Linked DNA regions of Mus musculus: regions 2, 3 and 4 are each linked to region 1. The links are chromatin contacts, called in public HiChIP or PLAC-seq maps. All regions are on one chromosome and are shown on one strand. The core of a region is the stretch at or near the end of the contact, and the rest is flanking DNA. Distances in the headings are between cores, read along the strand shown. Region 1 has its middle 110 kb from the start of Tex36. Region 2 has its middle 34 kb from the start of Gm35364. Region 3 overlaps 4930483O08Rik (RIKEN cDNA 4930483O08 gene). Region 4 has its middle 34 kb from the start of 4930483O08Rik.

Evidence for each region. HiChIP or PLAC-seq counts read pairs in DNA pulled down with a chosen protein or histone mark.
Region 2: a FOXA1 HiChIP or PLAC-seq map of pancreatic cancer cells shows a contact between it and region 1. The contact joins two enhancer-like sites. A contact is called at or near these places in 4 of 115 datasets of contacts at active chromatin or transcription factors (the NIH/3T3 cell line, astrocytes, embryonic basal ganglia and 1 more).
Region 3: a contact with region 1 is called in a FOXA1 HiChIP or PLAC-seq map of pancreatic cancer cells. The contact joins two enhancer-like sites. A contact is called at or near these places in 3 of 484 Hi-C or Micro-C datasets (embryonic stem cells and nephron progenitors), 1 of 115 datasets of contacts at active chromatin or transcription factors (pancreatic cancer cells) and 1 of 9 other capture datasets (embryonic stem cells).
Region 4: a contact with region 1 is called in a FOXA1 HiChIP or PLAC-seq map of pancreatic cancer cells. The contact joins two enhancer-like sites. A contact is called at or near these places in 1 of 484 Hi-C or Micro-C datasets (embryonic stem cells), 1 of 115 datasets of contacts at active chromatin or transcription factors (pancreatic cancer cells) and 1 of 9 other capture datasets (embryonic stem cells).

What each region holds. Positions count from the first base shown.
Region 1 is chr7:133,492,287-133,497,561 of GRCm38.p6, forward strand. No RefSeq gene overlaps it. Among named protein-coding and RNA genes, the nearest start is that of Tex36, 110 kb to the right of the region's middle. Within about 2 kb of position 2,600, at least 27 of the 459 cell types and tissues checked have an H3K27ac peak or open chromatin away from gene starts, as enhancers often do. A contact at or near this core is called in pancreatic cancer cells, where this site is marked.
Region 2 is chr7:133,086,634-133,091,908 of GRCm38.p6, forward strand. It overlaps a transcript of Ctbp2 not described here. Among named protein-coding and RNA genes, the nearest start is that of Gm35364, 34 kb to the right of the region's middle. Within about 2 kb of position 2,483, at least 149 of the 459 cell types and tissues checked have an H3K27ac peak or open chromatin away from gene starts, as enhancers often do. A contact at or near this core is called in pancreatic cancer cells, where this site is marked.
Region 3 is chr7:133,138,096-133,143,370 of GRCm38.p6, forward strand. 4930483O08Rik (RIKEN cDNA 4930483O08 gene) reads left to right here. Exons shown (of 3, transcript NR_046279.1): 3 at 3,649-4,362. Among named protein-coding and RNA genes, the nearest start is that of 4930483O08Rik, 12 kb to the left of the region's middle. Within about 2 kb of position 2,701, at least 5 of the 459 cell types and tissues checked have an H3K27ac peak or open chromatin away from gene starts, as enhancers often do. A contact at or near this core is called in pancreatic cancer cells, where this site is marked.
Region 4 is chr7:133,159,577-133,164,851 of GRCm38.p6, forward strand. No RefSeq gene overlaps it. Among named protein-coding and RNA genes, the nearest start is that of 4930483O08Rik, 34 kb to the left of the region's middle. Within about 2 kb of position 2,830, at least 30 of the 459 cell types and tissues checked have an H3K27ac peak or open chromatin away from gene starts, as enhancers often do. A contact at or near this core is called in pancreatic cancer cells, where this site is marked.

The sequences.
Region 1 (5,275 bases), core at 1,350-3,849:
GTAGCCTAGAGAGTGTAAGTCAGTACAAGGATCATAGCGGCCCTGAAACAGAAGGGCTCCACTGCCCGATGCTGAGAGAACCTCTGCTGGTGGGTGGTGTCCATCAGTCCTTGCTCAAATAAACACGATCACACCCAACAGGGAAGGGATATTCGGTCACCTTTTCACCTCACCGGGAAAATGGACAGAGTTCTTAAGAAGCAAGCTTCGGAGAGTTGGGAAGTTAATGGAGAGGGTGAGCCGGACCTCAGGGACCAGAGCATGCATCCCTCCTTTGTGACGTGCTGATTTCCAGGAATGGTTGTTTTAGAAAAGCCTTTACCACTATACTCACAGACACTGTGGTCAAAATGTCTAGAAAGGATATGCTGTTACTTTCTCATTTCCTACTGCCTTCAACACACAGAAAGAAACATTTTTTTTTCTCCAGAAAAAAAAAAAAAAGGTAAGTGGAAAAAGGAGGCCATTGACAAATGAGACCACTGACTAATTTCATAAGTGTTTACAGCAAATGCAGTCTCGCCGGAAACTTTGGAGGGCCGCCAGGGGGTCTGACACGGAGCATGGGTTGTGGGGGCACACATAAAAGACATCTTAAAACTCAAAAGGAAGAAAGGATAGCTGGGGAGGGAAGAGACAGGGAATGCATAAAAAGATATTATTCCCACAACTGCAGATTTCGGGGCTCAAGCCAGTCCTCCCACACAGGGAAGAACAAAGCTCTCGTTTTTTTAGCCACTGAAGAACATGGGAAGGGGATGTTGGCAGAACTTCTTCATACTAAAGCACAATTAAGTTATAAGGAGCTTTCAGAGAAATTTCCACAGCATGGAACCTTCCTCCCCCATTAGCAGGCTTCTGAGCCCTGTATGGAGCTGGAAGACAGAAACACACTCATGCGCATCTCTTTACTACATTCACTCACTCACTCATTCATTCACTCATTCATTCATTCATTCATTCACTCATTCATCTGCCAAGTATTTATTGAATCACCTCCACAGGTCAGGTGAAGTGGTCTTATGGATCCTGAAGAAGAAAAAAAATCTGTGTGTGTTTGTTTTTCATTGTTGAAGCAAAAGTACCTGGGGTTACAAAGCAGGAGAAAGTTCAGGTCTCATGGTTTCAGTCTATGATCGGCTGGCTCTGCTACATTCACACCTGGGGTCAATCAGAAATAGAGTAGAAGACTGTGATAGGGAAATTTGTTCATACTGGAGAAGGAGAGAAAGGGAAAAGGAAGAGGAGGAGGAGGGAGAGGAAGAGGAAGAGGAAGAAGAGGAGAGAGCTAGGACATGCTCCCTCTTCTTTCTATACACATACTTCCTCCAACCAAGCCCCAGTCTAGCGGCACTTAGTTAGGTCAGAGCCCTCAAGGTCCAACCAAAGAATCTAAGACCTGGACTTAGGATTCCCTAGGCAACAGCCACCAACTTGACAAGAACACATTTTTTTTTAATGTGCCACCAAAACACTGACTCCTGGGTCTCTATTTTCTCTTTCCAGATTTGATCTAGGAAGACCACATCTGTGTGAGCACTGAAGTCCTTTAAAGTATCAATTGCCATTAATATCCTCAAATTCCAGAACAAAGATGAGACAGGCATACTCCTTACTTTGCCCAACTCAAAGGCAATAGGTTATGCAGCCTCCTGCCCACAGGGTCATCTGCAAAAGACGGAAGTGTGAGTAGGCCACCAGAGCCCTGATGGAGGCCTTCTTCAGATGAGGTAAGCTTCCATCTTTTACTGGCTGTGCCCGAAAGTTCCTCTGACTCACAGCGCTGTCTCTCCAAGGCTGCAGCCAGCTTTGTGAAAACCCTGTGGGTGCATGGGTGACTCTTCACCATGTGGTTTCTCAGAGAGTCATGCTCTGTCATGACTGCAGAACCTGGGCACCTGAGGAGATGCGGTTCCCACCTCCTCACAGACACAGCAAGGAAGAGCCATGCCTGGAGGAAAGCGTTGAGATGGCTGCTGCAGCAAGCTGAGAGCTGGACAGGGCAAGTCACATGGCTTAGCCCTAAGCCCACGATTGAGAACAGTGTCTGAGAAGACAAAGGTGTGACTCCATGCAAGTCCTTCTTCAGCTCTCAATGCTACGGGGTAGGGATGTGGGCTGGCCTCAGATGGACTCCCTTCTGTTGATCATAGCTAGGAAACTGTGTTCGAGGTCACCTGGCAGGTTGCCTGAACGTTCACATTCCTGTCTGGTAGTTGACTGGCCACCAACTGGATGACTAGGATAGCTGGCCATGCATTTCTTACCTCCCAGTAGACTGGCTTGAGTCCCTTTACATGTGGGTGGCTTGGTTGCAGGGGCAACAAGACAGGCAGTTGCCATGTGTAAGTACTTCTCAAGCCCTCACTTGTGGGTTTGCTAACATCCCAGTACTCAAAGGGAGGCCCGAGGTCAGTCTGGCAGGGAACTATCACAGTGGGTAGATAGAGGGGGTCAAATAAATTATGGTTGTTATTGTAATCTGCCACAAGCACCTCGCCCAAGGCGCACAATCAATGCACAGCAGATCCTCTGTGGTCCTCGGGGCTGACAGGCCTGTGGCAAACACTGCCTTACATGCCCCTAATGTGTTCCAGACACACCGATCACTCCCTGCATGGCCTTGGAAACCGCCTGGTCCTCATCAGACCCCCAAGTTCCTCTGATCCCTGGAGCCTCCTGTCTCAGCAGCTAGATAGAAATAAATGTGCAAATGTATTTGTACAACCTTTAGGGAAACAATGTAAATGTCTCAGAAGCAAAATTGGCTTTCAGGGGGAAAAAATAATCCATGCATGTACAGTTCCTGGATGGTCCTGTGCCAGCAGTCCTGTCTGGTGAAGTCACAGCTGGTAGTTCCCTGGCCTCCTGGCACAGCCAAGCAACAATTTGCAGGGTGTTGCTTGACGTGGGTTCCCCCAAAGGATCGAGGAGCCCCTTGGGTACTCAGATCTCAGCAAATGAGCTTTAGTCATGTCTACACAGTCGGATCAGCTCACCAGTCTTGCATCACATACCTGGAAAAGGGCAAAAATCTATTTTCCAAATCAGAGAGGGCGGAGAATGGGGAAAATGTGTTCTTTGTTATTGCAATTAGTCACGCTCTGGAATATCCTGGGGAAAGTCTGCTCTCCGGTTATTATTGACACAGTGAAGTGGAGGAGGTTACAAAGAAACCTGTGGGCTCCGTTAATTAACCTCTCTGTTATTTTTATTTCTTTATGCATTTTCCTGACAGACCGAAGATCACAAAGTCATGTCCTGTTAGAACTGTGGGTGTCCCTACATTGACGGAGCCCAAGCCTCCTGCTTCCCAGACACAGGAGGGTGGTGGACAGTCAACCTTTGGGAAAGCAATGAAAATGTGAACTACGCAGAGCAGGGGGAGGGAGGTTTGTATGTCTCAAAGTCCCCTTGCTTCTTAAGATGGTCATTCCTCTCTGCTCTACTAGCTTCAAAAGCTGTTCATATCCTCCTCCCGAAAGCCTTCCTAGATGGATTTCTCCCTCTGCAGTAATGTGTAACCTTTCAAGTACCTTTAGTAAATCTAAGGTATTCTGTCCAGATCTCCACTGTAAGCATTTTCTAATTACATGTGTGTGTGTGTGTGTGTGTGTGTGTGTGTGTGTGTGTGTGTGTGTGTGTGTTCTTACACTATGTGAAACCTCAGGTTGTCAGGCTTAGTGGCAGGTGCAATTCCCACTAAGCCATCTGCCCATCACCCCTTCATCCCCTCCTTAGAACCAAAGCAATCATCATTTATACAGAGCCACTCACAGCTTCTGTGCTCATTGGTGACTGCCACTAGCCTCAGGGACTAGACTTTCCCAAGGTTATTTGTTCTTGTCCTTCCCCCAGGGGCAGCCAGTGATTGGCCAAGTTCATGCCATCTCCCTCAATGCGGGGACAGTGCAGAAGGGTGCTGTGCGGTTCAGACACCTCTTCCACACCTCTCTGCTAAATCCTTACTTCATTGAGACTCCACTTTCCATGTGGGACGCCCAGGAAGTTTTGTTCTCATCTAAATGTCACTCACCTCCTGATCTTCTGGGGGCGGGGATAGTGGTGGTTGCGGGACCTGGAATACTTCTTGGCAGCTCCCAGTGTTTGTATGTTTGAAACTGGGTGCTCTGAGCATGGGTGTATTATGTACAGTTTCTAAAATCTACAGGGATAAAGAGGAAGAAGACCATCACTTAAAATTGCCCACGGTTTTCTGTTTGGCATAGGAAGAAGTCATCTGTGCTCCTAGGAACAAACTACACCTCTGTCTGCGTGTGGGAGTGACATTTAAATAGCATTGTCCTGAAAGGAGAGTCCCAAGCCTGCTTGGGATAGAGAAAGTAAGGCCACATTTTTCTCTTGAGCACAGTTTGTTGATGGTCAAGGATGTCTTCGCCAGGTGTGATGGCTACTTTTGCTTGTCAGCTTGACTCCATCTGGAAATAACTACTGAGAAAGGAGGCACACCTGTGAGGGATGCTTACTTCATTTGAAGTAGAAGGATACATTTCTAATCTGGATCTTGAGGCAAAAGACCCATACTTTTGATGCAGATTTTTAGAGCTGGGTCTTCACCTCTAATCTGGGCCACACCTACTGGAAGCCTGAAAGACATGGACAAATGAAGTTTTATGCCTACTCGGTCTCACCTTGCTAGTAAGTCCATTCCTTCACTGACATTAAAGCTACCTCTTCAGGGTTCCAGTGTAGACTGAAGGCCAGCTAAGATGCCCAGCCTTGTGGATTGAGCAACTACTGGATTCTTGGCCTTTCCATTCACAGCCAGCCATTGTTGAATTAGCTAGACTGCAACTTGTATGTCATTCTGATAAATTCCCGTTACACCCACACACACTCTCGAGGAGGGGGAGAGAGAGGGGGGGAGGGGGAGGGGGAGGGGGAGAGGGAGAGGGAGAGGGAGAGGGAGAGAGATTCAGTCTATAAATTCTGTTACTCACGAGAAACCTGACTAATACACTATACACTGGGTAAGGAGTTCCATATTAGATAAGACTACAAGGATCCCATCAGAAACCAAGTGCAGGTGATTCCAGAACTGTGTCAAGGTCACTGGCGTAATGGTTTATGTCCATTTGGGAGAAGTTATGCTAGAGTGAGGGGCTTCCATGAGCAGGATCAATCTGGAGATAGAGGAATATGATGAAAGCTGTCACTCACTCCTTTGATGAGGTAGCTGCCCTTTCAGAATGATAACCCTAAGTAGACCGCTGAAAAGAAGGACCCCAGGGAATTACATGGCCAATATGCTCTA
Region 2 (5,275 bases), core at 1,233-3,732, 410 kb before region 1:
AATAAATAAATCTTTAAAAAAAAGAAAAATCAACTTTGGCATATTTTCCCTAGTCTGAGACAAGTGGTCAATATTTACAGAAAAGTAAAAAGTCACTACGTGAGAGGTTTGGTAACATTAGGAATATTGTGTTACCTATATATACCATATATTATGTGAGAGGCCATACATATAGTTTGGTGTGATGAGAGATACAGATTTCAAGCATTCCAAAATATGTAAAAATATAAGAATATCTATAGGTCAAATGGGAAATGAAATATAAAACATATGCAGATTTTTTATTTAAAAATATTCTCTAGTGAATGAATTTAATCTTAATATATACATATATGCATGAGACAAAAAAAAAGTGTTATCTCTTCATGCTACAGTTGAAAGTGATTCCCTAAAATATATAATGGAACAGTTATTTGTTCGCTTTCTTCCCACTGCCCTGTATGTGGCCATGTTCTGCTCGGAGCATGTGTTTCCTGACATCAAGAAAACACTGCAAGTTCCCAGGACAACGGGGACAGAGCTGAAGCTGGGGACAGAAGCAGGGTGCTCCCTAGGCTACTTCTGTCTGGTTTTCCAGCCACCCAGACCCTGACTTGGGGCGTGAGTCCTTAAAATAGCTACAGTACAAGTAGGTATATGAAAGTGGAGTGTCCTTCAGAGTTCAAGCTACTACAAAATGATACCTGTCCCCTCCAGGGAATCCCAATTCAGAAGTCAGAATTAAAGTGGCCAATTATCTCTGAGACAGGGAGAGAGAGACAGCCTTGGAACGTTGCATCCATGAGGACAGTAATTTGTAAATGCTAAATGGTATCCCCCTTCATACAATGTGGCAAGGCATATATGTCTTAAAACCAGCTTGAGCCAGGTATGGTGATACACTCCTGCAATCCAAACACTTGGGAGGCGTAGAGAGAGGGCTACAGAGATCGAAAAAAAGACCAGCCTGAGCTAAACAAACAGCAAGTTCAGGGGTAGCCTTAACAATTCATATATAGGGTCTCAAAAATCAAACAAGCAAGAGGGGTGGTGGTGGCGCATGCCTTTAATCCCAGCACTCGGGAGGCAGAGGCAGGCGGATTTCTGAGTTCGAGGCTAGCCTGGTCTACAAATGAGTACCAGGACAGCCTGGGCTATAGAGAGAAACCCTGTCTCAAAACAAAAACAAAACAAAAAAACCAAACAGCACTCAAATATTTTATGTGGAATTAAGGTTCCCAGAACTTGCAGTTTTTACAGTTCTCGCTGAAATGTGTCACAGCCAGAGGGCTGTGGAGCTTCTACTTGAAAAAGCAGGCCCACACAGACCCTGCTGGACATGTGCATCAAGTGAACACCCCTTGCTAGTCTCAGGACATAACTGCTGCTAACAATGTTGACATCTATTAGTCCTTTGGACAGGATCTGTTTCTTACTAGTTACTCTGCTCTACACAATACAAGGAAGAAAACTGACAAAGCTATGGGCTTTTCTTAACCAAATCATGGTGACACAAGCCCCACTGGGCACCTGAGAAATGGGACATGGTGTGCAGGGCCCTTGAAGATGTCCAGGTTTCCTTAGACTGATAGCATGCACGCAAGGCTGCATGAATGCCCCACTGAGGATCATCTTGATGCCTACATCCAGCCAATGTTACTTACTGTTACTGATGGGGAGAGAGAAGAGGGAGGAAGTCATTTGACATCTCACTGCATCTATTACTTCTGCTACATCTCTATGTGCATCTAGCAAGATAAGAGGTTGGAGAAGTGGTTCAGTGGGTAAAAAAAAAAAAAAAAAGCTGCCTCCCATATGTAAGGACCTAAGTTTCCATTCCCAGAAGCCAAGTAAATAAAGTCAGAGAGGTAACATGAAGGGTAATCCCACTTCTCTGATGGTTCAAATGAGAGGCAGACACAGGAGAAAAGGCCGGGTCCTGTTGGCAAGAACAGGCACTGGTCTCGGGTCCCTGCCTTCTGGCACCTAGCCCATAAGAACACACCGCTCCCTGAACTCTGACCTTCCACTGGAGCCCGTAGTTCTAAGAAATTCTGTCTGGCTTGTTTTCTTCCAGATGCTACAATCCCAGTTATCCCCAAGCCACATCTGACAGAAGGCTTCTGATCTGGGGCCTAGGGTGAGAGAGAAAAAAAAAAAGAGCCCTGGGGCAGCTGGGAAAGTGGGCAGCTTGGGATCAGAACTCCCTGATCCAGCCTGGGTGAATCGAAACTACAGACAGCAGGCTGGAAACAGGCTACAACGGTCCCAGCCACCATGTGTATACACACTGGGCTGGCTGGCTTCCAATGCCCAGCTCACTCAAAAACAGTTCTGGAACTGGAGTGTTCCAACAGATCGCCAGGGTCGGCCGAGCTGCCTGGCCCAGAGCAGACCCACGGTTATGCCCCTGTTCCTCAGGAAGCTCTGGGACCCAGTCGGTGGCCTGCCTCAGCCTCTGTGCCAGCCTTTTACATCAGGCAAAAGGTCTTTTCCTAGCACTGGGTCTGTCCTCCCACACCCTCCCTTTTAAGGAGTGGAGTGCTGGCTCTGCGGCTAGCACTCACAGTAACTCCCTGCTGATTCAAAGACTCCAAAAGAAGAAAATTACAGGAGCGTCCTTGCTATTTCCGCCTTCATTGTCTCCGGGCTTGCACTTTTCTCAATTCACCCCAGAGTTTATCCTTACTATCACCAGGCAACAATCATGAAAAAATACCTCTCCCCCCAAAATGCTCAGTGACGTACAGTGTGCGGGTGAAAAAAAAGATTTCAATGCTAATACTGCTCCCCCACCCCTAGATTTTTATGAAACCTTAAATGGCCGTTTTCTTGAAGAAGTGAGCCATTTTCAAACACCAGCATCACTTGGCTCCAAAGCTGCTTCTCGTGGGGGGGGGGGGGGGGAAGGGACCACCCATGAATCTTCCACATGAATAAAAATTACATTCTACATAAATTAAATATATAATTTGATTAAACATGTTTATGTCTTTGTGATGACATTTAAAATAGAAGTAATCATTTTCTTTTTTTTTAAACAAGAAAAACTCTTTCAAATATAATTCGAAGCTGTCAAACCAATCTTCTGCTACAGATCTTTTAAATGTCACATACCTTCAAAAGGAGATGGCAGTTTCCTTTTAAATATGCAATTCCAAACAGTGCGCTCTGAATCAAGACTGTATTAAAATACACCGCTGGCATTTATCCCGACTTAAGTAGCGCCCTTTCCCCCTCTCTCTGAGTGGATGGGCTTCTATGGTAGATGTGCTTGGAAGCCCCGCAGAGGTGTCCCTCCCCAGGACAGCTCTCTCGGTTCGGGGAAGAGCCAGTAAGTGCGACAGCAGTTGACTGCACACCACAGGGCTGGACACCAAACCCACTCCTCATACCTTATGAGGGCAAAGGTGTCCTCTGCTGAATCTGGCTCATGCCCAATCCAGATGCCTCACTGAACTCTGTGTAACCCACTTTTGGCATAGCGTTGATGGCCCATTGTAAGACAGTGTTAATCAAATGCAAGAAAAACTCCCAGCTCATTCTCATAAGTCAATGACCTACATATTCAATTGCTTATTCACCATCCCGGTAGCAAACACTGCTATATTTAAACCCAGCACAGCTATATCTTTTTTCTCTAAAATGCTTAGAGACAAATAATCCTTATGTCCCAGCCTTCTTCCTCTTGTCGGCATCAAGCGTTTGGGGAACTCAAAAGAGCCCACTGTTCCATCTCTCTAACCTGGGATAGGAAGAGACATTTCCATAAACAGCAACAGTCCCGCTGCAACTCTAGCATAGCACCTGGCTCACAGTAAGTGCTCAGGGGGTAAAAACAGATCAGATGACTTCAAGTTAGTTAAACACAGGTGACAAGCATGTCACATACAAAGCGTGCAGCATATATCACAGCAAGGACCAACATCCTAATTAGCTTGGGCCACAAGAGAGGAAAGGGAAAGATAAGAGTTTGGCGATAAAATGAAAGACTGGTGGGAACCACGCAGTTCAGCCACTCCCATCCCTTAGTGTTTCATCCAAGCTTTAAGGAAGAGCGTGAATTGAGCAACCGAATGTCCAAGATGACGTGAACTATTGGGGCAGAGTATCTGAAATAACACAAGGAATCCACCCATTCCCCCACCAAGAGGCAGATAGCTGCAGCACTAAGGTGGAGCCAGTAGGACTGGGAAACTTCAAGACAGCCAATCATGTAGAGGAGTGTGAAGGGGGCGGAGCACACTTCTCTGTGGTGCTCAGGTACAGCCAAGGGAGAATGTCACTCATCAATCCTGAATGGGAACTAAGCACTTACAAGCTCCAAGCCATCACCACAGGATCTGGCTGTCAGTAAGTAGTGGCTCAGGGGGGAGACTGAGGCAAGACAAGAGGATTGGTATGGACTACATAATAAGACTCACCTAAAACTACAAAAAGTTGTGAATGAAGGTCAAAGCAGGAGGGAGGGCAAGGAGGCAGGAAAGAGCAGGAGCAACTACCACCAAAATTCTTACTACAGCGATAGCCGATTCCAGTCACTGAGGCTTGAAGAAATCCAGCGAGAGAGTCCAAGGACCTGTTCTCTTTAGAATTCTGGCAGATTTCCTTTCCAGGGTGGCAAGGCCCTCCCGGTGCAGAGGACTAGAACTTGCTAACACCATTCTGAAATCTGGCATTTGGTGCATCCACAACTGCACAGAGAGCTGAGGATGAGCCGGGATGCAGGGCAGGGCGGGGCAGGGCGGGGCCAGGCCCATCAACCCCATCCTCAAGCCTCACCCTTCATACTTCCCTAGAAAGGATGCTGCATTCGTTACCACCTCCTCTCCCAGGTACCAGCATTCCAATACTGGGCCTTGCTCTCAGCCCCTGGGTCAGATGTATCTAATATCCACACATAGCAAATAAGCATATGCTCTTATGCTGGTTTGACCTTACCATGGCATGCGTGGCGCACATTCAATGGAAGCTGCATTTGGAATGCAGAAATCTGACCTTTTTCCTCAAGCCAGCAATGCATGCTATAACCTGCTGTTAAGACTGGGCCGTCGCACCAGGCCTCAATTCCCTCCCAGGTAGCAACAGCTCGGACACCTAGCTCTTTGGAACAAAATGGAAACATCAACTGAACTAGTTATAGTTTTCAAATCCTACTTGGAATCAAATGACCCTAGACAGGGCTCCTCACCACACCCCTTCCTTCAATACTGTGCTTCTTTTTAAAGAGGTCTCAGACATGAGCCAAAAATTGCAAAAAATGCAAACCTAGATAAGTTCCTGGTGACAAAGGACC
Region 3 (5,275 bases), core at 1,451-3,950, 350 kb before region 1:
GTCCATACCTTTAATCCCAGCACTCTAGAGGCAGAGGCAGGAGGACCTTTGTAAACTTGAAGTTAGCCTAGTCTACATACTGAGTTCCAAGACAGCCAGGGCTAGTTAGAGAGACCCTGTCTCAAAAAGCCAAACAAATGAACTTGAATGCTGTGTAATTCTAGTTCCAGGTGTTTCTCACTTACTGAGTACAAATCCCAGTGTTTAGCAAGTGACTCCTCAGCTGAGAAGCAATATCCATCTCTCTAGATGCGTTCCTACTACAGAGGAAAGATTCAGGACATAGACTCCTCCGTATGGTAATAGCACCATCATTCACTGCATGTCTAAAGCACCAGCGCGATGTGTAGTAGTGGTACTTACAGCAAGTACCCTGGGTGCTGCCTATAGTCTATGTAGGTGCATGGAGTCCTATGCTTAGAAATATCCCATGTTTATTTAATTCTCTGCAACCACCCTCTCTATTTTTTTTAAAGATTTATTTATTTATTTATTTATTTGGTTTTTCAAGACAGGGTTTCTCTGTATAGCCCTGGCTGTCCTGAAACTCATTTTGTAGACTAGGCTGGCCTCAGACCCAGAAATCTGCCTGCCTCTGCCTCCCGAGTGTTGGGATTAAAGGCGTGCTCCATCACCGCCTGGCTATTTATTTATTATATGTAAGTACACTGTAGCTGTCTTCAGATACCCCAGAAGAGGGCGTCAGATCTCATTATAGATGGTTGTGAGCCATCATGTGGTTCATGGGATTTGAACTCACGACCTTTCGGAAGAGCAGTTGGTGCTCTTAACCGCTGAGCCATCTCTCCAGCCCCACCCTCTCTATCTTGAATGTCTTAGTTTGGTGGCAGTAACCCCAGCATGGGAGGCAGAAGCAGGCCCACAAATTTGACCTGGACTACACAGTAGCAGTGGGACAGCCATGACTACTTAGGAAGACACTGTCTCAGTACACCTCTCTCCAACAAAGATTGTTAATTGTTACTAACAAGAATTTTCTTTTGGTCTAGACCCTGTAGCTCTGTGGCTGCTGCTCCCCACTCTGATTTCAGCAGCAGGTGCAGTGGGGTAAAAGCTCACTCCCTTCACACCTCAGCAGATACCTGTAGCCCAGGGAGCCAGCCCTACATCCTGCATTTGGTTTGACCACCTCTGCCACCACCCACCCATCCCTCAAACTGTCTTGAAGCCCAGGGAGACAATAGACGAGAGGGAAACCCACAGGCACGCCACTGAGGAGCAGGAGCAAAGATGCTGGGCTCTTGCCTTTTACGTCCTGGAATGCGTTCTGTGGACTTTCTTCGGAACTCCCAGTATGGTCCAGCAGTAGGGCCCATGTGTACATTCCCTTCCATATATTCCTGGTTAACGAGTTATCCAGGGACTTAAAATGACAGATTTGTATTATCCCCCAATTCCAGAAACATGAAACACTGTTAGAGGTCTCTGTCTCTCTGTCTCTCCTTCTGAAGGTAGAGGGGAGACTCTTCCCACTCCTTGGTATTCCCGCATTTAGTGGGCACACTGTTCCTGTAGCTGCCTGAGTCATCACGTGACTAGCTGGGTTTTTGTGTTTTTCTCCCCTTAGATGGACACCATTTCTAATTTGAGGATCCCTCCTAATCCAAAATTACCTCACCTAAAATTGGTCACTGCTGTAAGGACCCTCTTTCCAAATATGGTCGTATGCACAGGCACCATGTGTTAGAACTTGACTCTCACCACGCTCTGCCCACCTGAAATGAAAACAGGACTTGTTTAAAACGCTTACCTTAAATGGACAATATTGACGCTATTGTATCATTCTAAGCTTCTTGGGCAGATTGTAACCCTGTGTTGACACAGCCTTTGGTAAATGAGCTGAGAATTTAACTTTTGATACAGGCCACAATCCCAACTGGGCTTTTCCCACAGAGATATTTATAAATAGCCACAGGTGTTAATTATTAATACATATAAAATATTTATTAAACGCTTTATTTATACCAGGCTCCTGTGCCAGGCACTGGCAAGACAAAGAGAAATGGGGATCAGACTTAGCCCTTGAAGAGCTACTGGTCCATTAGGCAATAATAACTCACAAGTGCATACAGGGGCACTTCTTAACACCTGCTGTATGCATAGCAGAACTCGGCTTTGAGGTCTTTGTTCTCATCTCATCCTTAACAAGACCGGACTGTCCAAGGCAAAATTTATAAATACGGGAGCCACTGCAGAGGATTTTCCTGGGGCACTCAGACTGCAAACTAGGGGATCGTCTCCTGACTCACCCTTTGTTTTTAACCACGAGTTTTGTGTCCTTCCCGGAGTCTCCCTCTGTTTCTCTGTAAACATAAGGTAGCCGTGAGACTCGGCGTATGAAAACATGTGCTGCCCAAGCCTAGTGGCCTAAATTCAATCCCCAGCACCCACGTGGATGTGGAAGGAAAGAACTGACTCCAGAGTTACCTCTGACTTCCGCATGGGTGCCCTCGCCTGCGCTGCCTTCCTGTGTGAGCCTTTGCATATTGCTGCGCACCCCCCCCCCGCATGCGTATATAGCTACAATAATAAATAACTAAACAAACAAATCTAAAACTGAGCAAATAAATGAGAGCATGGGAGGGACTGGCGATGTAGTTCAGTAGGAAGGGGTTTGCTCAGAAAGCATAGAGCCTGGGGTTCAACAGCCAGTGCCACGTGAACTGGATACGATGGTGCGCACCTGTAATCCAAGCACTTGGGAGGTGGAGACAGGATGATTGGCTGCGTAGTGAGTTTGAGGCCAACCTGGATGCACGCAAGATCCTATCTCAAAACAGAAAGGAAGGGGAGGCTGGAGAAATGGCTCACCAGTGAAGACTGCTTTCTACTCCTGCAGAGGACTCAGGTTTAGATCCTAGCACCCAGATTAGGCAACTCAGGGTTCCCTTTAACTCTTCTTCTGGGAGATCTGATACTCTCTTTTGGCATCTGTGGGTACTGCTACACACATGGTGTGCATGCATGCACATGCATGTAATTAAACATAGATAAAAATAGTAAAAAGGAGAGATTTAAACCTTTCAGCATTATCATAGTATACTGCAGCTAATAATAGCATGGTGCCCTTGCCAAACATTATTGCATTTAATCCTTACGATATTCCTTTTGTTTTGTTTGTTTGTTTTTTGAGACAGGGTTTCTCTGTGTAGTACTGGCTGTCCTGGAACTCACTCTGTAGACCAGGCTGGCCTCAAACTCAGAAATTCACCTGCCTCTGCCTCCCAAGTGCTGGGATTAAAGGCCTGTGCCGTCACTGCCCCACCCTTACAATATTCCTATGAAATCTAGATTTGACATGATTCCCATTTTAGTGAGTTCTATTGCACATCTTCTCCAGGTGGCCAAGGCAGGGTGATCTGTTGTTAGAGGTCAGCTTTGGCAGCATAAGATAACCCCACCTCAAAAAGAAAACTTTCCTTTCTTCTTTCTTTTTTTGTTTTTGTTTTGTCTGCTTGTTTTTAAGATTGGGTCCCGTTATATAGCTCTAGAACTTATTATATAGTTCTAGAACTTACTATGTGAGTCAGGGTGGCCTTGAACTCAGATATCCGAATGCCTGTCTCCCAAGGGCTGGGATTAAAGGTATGTACCACTGCTGACAGGCATGTGCATTTTCTTCTGCAGGTGGACACAGCTGAACTCCTGACGGTGGCAGTCATTTAACAAGGCCACGGCCTTCTTTCACGTTCCATGATTGTGCGGTACTGACCCCACTTGTGAAGGGACCCTGGCCCATGTGGTGAGAGTAGGAAGTGGTGGGCTGCAGGGGAGAGCCACATCTTCCTCATGGCTCCAGCCAGAGCGTGATACGGTGTCCATTCCTCTTCTTTAGCATTCCTGAAACCCACCAGGAGCATTCCAGGACCTGGCAGATTTCTCTCTGTGCTAGTTGCTAGAAAGCCCACTCCTACTCATTTGTACCTTGCCAGTAGCCCTGGTTCCATCCAAGATCTACTCCATAGCTGTTCCATACACTGTTGTCTTTCCAAGCTGGCTGCCTACTGGCCGATGGGAAGCAATTACCCTGAGGAGGGGCAGGGAGCTCTGCATATCTGTTTTTCTAATCTCCTCTGATCCTTTCTCTCCTACTCTATCAGGCTGCCTCAGGCTAGTTGTATTTTTCCACCTAAGGTTATACTCCCCACCAATTAAGTACTGAATCTACCTCGTTTATGTAAGTGTCTAGATTCTTTTGCTCTGTTGAGACAGGGTCTCTCTCTCTCTAGCTCTGACTGTCCTGGAGCTCTCTGTGTAGATCAGGCTGCCTTGAAGTCAGAGATTCATCCTCCTCTGCCTCCAGTGTGCTGCTGAGAATAAAGGCATGTTGTCAACACAACCCGGCAACGTCTCCTTGTTAAAGCGTTCTCTATTTCAATGGTTTATAACGTATTTTATAAGCTTGTTCAGTGATGACCTCCGCCTCGCCACCTCAGGCAAATATCTAACTCCAGAATGTTTAAAACAGATTTATATTTTTATTTCATGTGTATGGGTTTTGTCTGCAAGGAGGTATATGTGCCAAGTGCTGGGATTAAAGGCATGCGCAACAACACCCGGCTGGTGGCACACATCTTTAATCTCAGCACTTGGGAGGTCGAGACAGTCAGATCTCTGTGGGTTCAAGGCCAGCGTAGTCTACAGAGCAAGTTCCAAGAATTTTGGGGATCTCTGAGGTGGCTCAGAAGATAAAGGCACTTGCTCCCTTCGATGGTTTGTATATGCTTGGCCCAGGAAATGGCACTATTTGGAGGTGTGGCCTTGTTGGAGTAGGTGTGTCATTGTGGATATAGGCTTTAAGACTCTCATCCTAGCTGCCTGGAAGCCAGTATTCTCCTAGCAGTCTTCTGATGATGTTAAACTCTCAGCTTCTCCTGTATCACGCCTGCCTGGATGCTGCCATGCTCCTGCCTTGATGAAATGGCCTGAACCTCTGAACCTGTAAGCCAGCTCCCAGTTAAATGTTGTCTGTATAAGAGTTGCTTTGGGGGCTGGAGAGATGGCTCAGTGGTTAAGAGCACTGACTATTCTTCCGAAGGTCTTGAGTTCAAATCCCAGCAACCACATGGTGGCTTGCAACCATCCATAAGGAGATCTGATGCCCTCTTCTGGTGTTTATGAAGACAGTTACAGTGTACTTATTACATATAATAACAAATAAATTAAAGAGTTGCTTTGGTCATGGTGTCTGTTCACAGCAGTAAAACCCTAATGACTTGAATTCCATCCCTGGGACCCACACAGTAGGAGAGAA
Region 4 (5,275 bases), core at 1,580-4,079, 330 kb before region 1:
CAGCCTTGTCATGATGTCACTAGCAAAGGTTTCGTTATTTCACTCAAGATCTTGAAGAAAAACACTTCACTCAAAGTGACTTCAAAGTACAAACATGACTCATATGATGAAAAGTGTTCAGTGCTCAGAGTTAAAGCCAGCTTCAGGTATGACTAGACCAATGACCTAATTGGCATCACCCTTATCCCACTGTGATGGCATGGTGGCTCCTGAAGTTCCAGTTTGCCTGTCTATTAGCTGTGTCAGTGGAGGGCTTGTGGTCTTACGTTGGGTCTGGTTACATCATGTGTCCATTTATTTTTTTATTTTTATTTATGTGTACACTTATGTGTCTATGCGTGTATGTACACATATGTACAGTTGCCTGCTGAGGCCAGAAAAGGCTATTGGACCCTTGGTAGCTGGACTTACAGGTGGCTGTGAGCTGTCTGATATGGGAACTTTACTCAGGTCTTCTGGAAGAGCAGCAAGTGCTTTTAACTGCTGAGCCGTCTCTCCAGATCCCGTGTATTTATTTCTGAGCTAAGCATGCAGTCATCTTAACGATTAATTCCTGGCTCCATGCTCTTTCTGAAAGAGTCCTATCTGAACTATAGAGCCAAACAGCTGGGAAAGATAGTCTCAAAGAGCGACCAGAAGAAGCGGATGCCCTGTTGGCCTGAAAGCGTTGAATTTCCACACTGAGAAGCAAATGAGTGAAAAAGCAAAAGAAAAGATGAATAAACCAACCAACCAACCAACCAAAACAAACAAACAAACAAACAAACAAACAAACAAAAAACCAGAACAGCAACAGGCTAGCCACCTGTGGACCTGCAAAGTGGGGGATGGGGAAAAGAAGCCCTGAAAGTAAGCGTTTCTACATCTCCAGTGGGCGAGCAAGCGCCTGTTTCAACACCACACTCATCCTTCAGCCCCTACCCAAGCCTTCATTGTAGGTAGCCCAGCTGGGAGATGCCGTACCTGTCCCTCTGGCTGGATTGCCATCGATTATTGTCAAGTGACTAACTCCAGCCACACACTACATTTTCCTGGGATTATCCCTTCAAATGAATTATATGAATAATAAAGTTTCAATATTTCTCATCCAGCTATTAATCTTAGTGAGCACTAAAGTTCATTGAAAGTGCCGGTACAGTGGTTGGCATCCATTAATCAGGCGTGGAGGAGCCAGCCTGGCGAGGGATCAGCCCTGCCAGTGAAATATGGGCACTTCTTAGAAACTTGGGCTTTTACCTAGCATTAAAGAGCTCACATTAGGGGTACTAAAGTCCTGAGGCCGCAAGGCTGCTAAGCTGCTAGGCTGTAGATCCCTTTCCTGGGATTTTGTGTTGAAAAACAAAAAACAAAAAAACAAAAAAAAAATCAAACCAAAACAAAAAAAACCCAATCCCCAGATCACACTTAACCTACCAGGAGCTTTGATTTTTCCTCAAAGAGTCAATCAGGAAAGAAAGAAAAAAAAAACCCAAAAAGCAAAACCCCCAAAAATGAACTTCATAAACCCAAACCAGTCATTATTAGTGTGGCAAAAACACACTGCTTATGCACAGAATAGTTTACGTTAAATTAAAAACCATAACTTATCTCTGAGACACTCCATTTAGTACATGTGAGGTTAAATATGGTTCAGGGCGGCTCTTTCAATTAAATTGTTCTTCCTTAGCTCTAGTAAATGATATTAAACATAATTTCCTGAAAAGTAGCAGAGATCATTACTCTGTTTGCAAATTGATACTATGTTATTAAAAATAGGAAACATTTGCAGGGATATTGCAGATCTGGGTGCTTTTCACAGAGAACCTCCTATGGGCTTCAGGTTCTATCTGGCCTATGGATGTAAGGGATCAGGATGGGCTGAGGCTCTGTCTCCAACTTAGCCCTGGTTCCTGAAAGACCAGGAAGGAGTTCCCTAGGGCCCCTTTTGTCCTCCAAACATGACTTAAATGTTCCCTGAGTTAGAGAAGCTCCAGGCTGCTAGCTTCCCAATGGTTTTGAGTTGTTTATTTATGTTTGATTTTATAGGCTGTCATTCCTTCTACATAAACTGGCTTTATGACTTTCATGGATTTTTTTTTTTTTTTTTTTTTTTTTATCTTTGCCTGCCCTTTCAAAAAAGGCCTGTCGCAGTTACGGGAAGCAAGGGCAGCCGTCACGTCTGCTTTCCAATCTTGGTCACAGAATGCCTGCAAGTTCATAAACCAGCTTTTAAACAGCTGCTGCTGCTCCCGGGTGAAGTACGTGCCTGGTGAAACTGCCATGTGGTCTGGCCCGTGGTCCTGCTGTGATTCTCCCAGTGGTGATATAGGATACAGGGCATAGGACTGAGTACTGTGACTGCAGTCCTCTGCAAGGGCAGAATCTTGGAGCCAGTGTGGTGTTAAGTCAGAGACCCTGTGCAGGGTTTGGTCAGCTGGGGATGCTGCCACCAGCTTGAGCCCAGGGACCAGAAGGCATTCCTTAGGTAGAGCAGGATGGAGGATCCCCCCCCTTTGAGGGAATTAGACAGGATATGTGCCTGCATGTCCTGACCTTAGTGAGTCACCTGAATGTTGTGACACAGGACAGAGACTCAAGTTGCATGGAGAACTCCCTAAATGAGCTTCATGTGTGGTCTCTTCAGAACCATCTGATCTTCCCACAAAAGGTCCTACCATTCCAGAGGGATCAGTGTCCCCTGGGAACAAGGCCAGCTGATGGAAGGCCTAGGGCCAGGAGCTTATGTAGACATTGCTGCTTGGCTGTCTGGAGGGAGTCCAGGTCACCCCAAGTCTGCGAGTAAGTGCATGGTTCCTACTCTCTCCATACTACCCTCCCGAGCCTGACCACATCCTGGATGCCAGTCTCACTGCTAATGACAATATAAGCACAGAACACTGGTCTCTAAGGGAAATGCCAGACAGAAACAGTGCTCAAAGCCACACCCCATTTGTACTCCAACAGTGTACCCACCTCCCCAGACTCTTGTCAATATCCCACATTGGTTTGAAATAGTTTGTAAAGCAAGTTATAAAATGTATGTGGAATCTGAAACCAGGGATGTGAAGCAGAAGCCAACAGAGCCCATGGTGCTCGTCTCTATCTGTGCCTTTATCTGCTTGTATCTATAAGTGTATAAAAATATTTGAAAATATGTACAAAAGACAAATGTCAATAATTCCCCGGGGAAGCTGGGGTGGCAGGTCAGGTCCTCATGGGACTTCATTGAAAGTTGTTATTGTTATTACTATTAATTATTATTGTTGAAGCAAGGTCTGGGATACCTAATGAGATACAAATGGCTTTGACCTTACTGTGTAGATCAGGCAGACCTCAAACTTGCAATCCCTCTGCCTCAGCCTCTTGGGTAGCAGGAATTACAGGTGTGCACCATCCTGGCTCCTCAGTTGTACCATCACACTTGGTCTTAGCCAAAGGATCCAGAAGCGCTGCTGAAATCGGCAGTGTTTCAGTGTGAAGCTGTCTTCCTATTTCACATGTGTGGGTGGCACAGATGATTGACACAGAAAACTGACATTTAACTGGGGCCCCGACAAATCCTGTGACATCAGCTAGGAGGATTGGCCTTTGGACCTCTTGTTTCATCTTTGCTGAATCATGAGGCAACCAGAAAGGAAGGGAATAAGGGGGAGAGAGCAAGGGGAGGGAGGAGCAGGAGGGACTTGGCGCTTACAGAGGAGTTGGAGCATGGAATCCAGCGATCCAGTCAGTCCCCGTGGGAATGTTCAGTTCAGAATCATCTGTGCTAAGTTCAAGTGTTGGTCCTGTGGACTCATCTGGATGACCTTGTATGGGACCTCTATCCACTCAGCACCTTTGGGTCTTTATTTATTTATTTATTTATTTAGTCATCTGTAAAATGAGGATGCAGTGACTTATTTATGCTCTGAAAAAATGTGTGGTGCTACTTGAACATCACAGCCTGCAGGGTTCCACAGACCTCTGTTACAAACTGCAAAGGGACACACAAACCCTGGATCGGGAGGGATGACTTGTCTTGGTAGTACAGGCTTCTGGTTCCAGAAGGTTATTCAGAAAGATGAGGCAGAAAGATTGTAATTTCAAAGCCAGCTTGGACTCCAAAGTGAGTTCAAAGCCAGACTGGGTAATGTAGGGGCTCCCCTGTCTTAAGATAGCAGTAAAAAGATGCTGGAAAGATAACTCAAAGGTAGAGTACTCATGTACTATTGTGAGGCCCTGGGTTTACTCTCCAGCACCCCTCCCCCCTACACACACTCAAGTGGAGGCTGGGCTGGTATTGTTTCACGAGTACCTGGATACAGGTGAGAAGATGACGGTATTTTCCTGGGAGACAGCTGATGAAAGTTTCTCTAGAAGAACAGAGCCAAAAGGATGAATATACATGTATGTGTATATGTATACGTATATGTATATATCTCTCTATATATAATTTACTAGATCAGTTTTCATCGAAGTAATAACAGTAGCTGTGGTACACTGGGACTGAGAACCTAATCACTGCTCAACCCTTGCCTCAGGACTCCCCATCTGGGAGGGATCCCCTGGAGGATTTCTGGAGAGCTGCTTGTCCTCCATCAACAAATCAGTGATCACAGGGAACCACCACCACCAGCAGCAGCAGCAGCAGCAGCAGCAGCAGCAGCAGCAGCAGTAGCAGCAGCAACAGCAGCAGCAGCAGCAACAGCAGCGTGAATCAACTCAGAGGCAAGGGGGAAAGCCAAGAGAACAAAAAGAGAATCTTTCTGCTGTGCCTCAATTCCTCCTTTAAATCTGGGGAGTTACCAGAAGCTGCCACCCACATTTGGGGTGGGTCTTCCCAAGTCAGCTAAAGGAATTTAGGATTATTCCCCAGTTGAGGATCCTTAATGAACGAATCCGAATTTGTGGCACATGGGTGTTCAAAGCGATCATCATGAAAAGCATGAAACCCTCAGTGGAGGGCCGAGGCTTGGCAAAGGCCTGGAGGTTCTTGGACCTTCACTGTTTTCCCAGTTCGTGTCTTGAGACATCTGATCAGGTCTTTCGATGACAGAGGTAAAGGGAGTTTGGTCTTCAGAATGGCACTTACAGAGTTAAATCCACAAAGGAAACAAGGAAGTTCCAGATGGAGAAGACCCTCCTGGAGGGGAAATGGAAGCGGGAGGAGAGCCATCCATTAGGGGCTGCATCTGCCCTCTCTGAGAACATCTCCCTGGAGATCTGTCAGTGTGGAGGCCATGGAGAAAGACCCTCAGAGATCAATGCTCCTGTGTAAGACACATTGTTAAAAATAGCTGTGTATATTTAAAGGGTT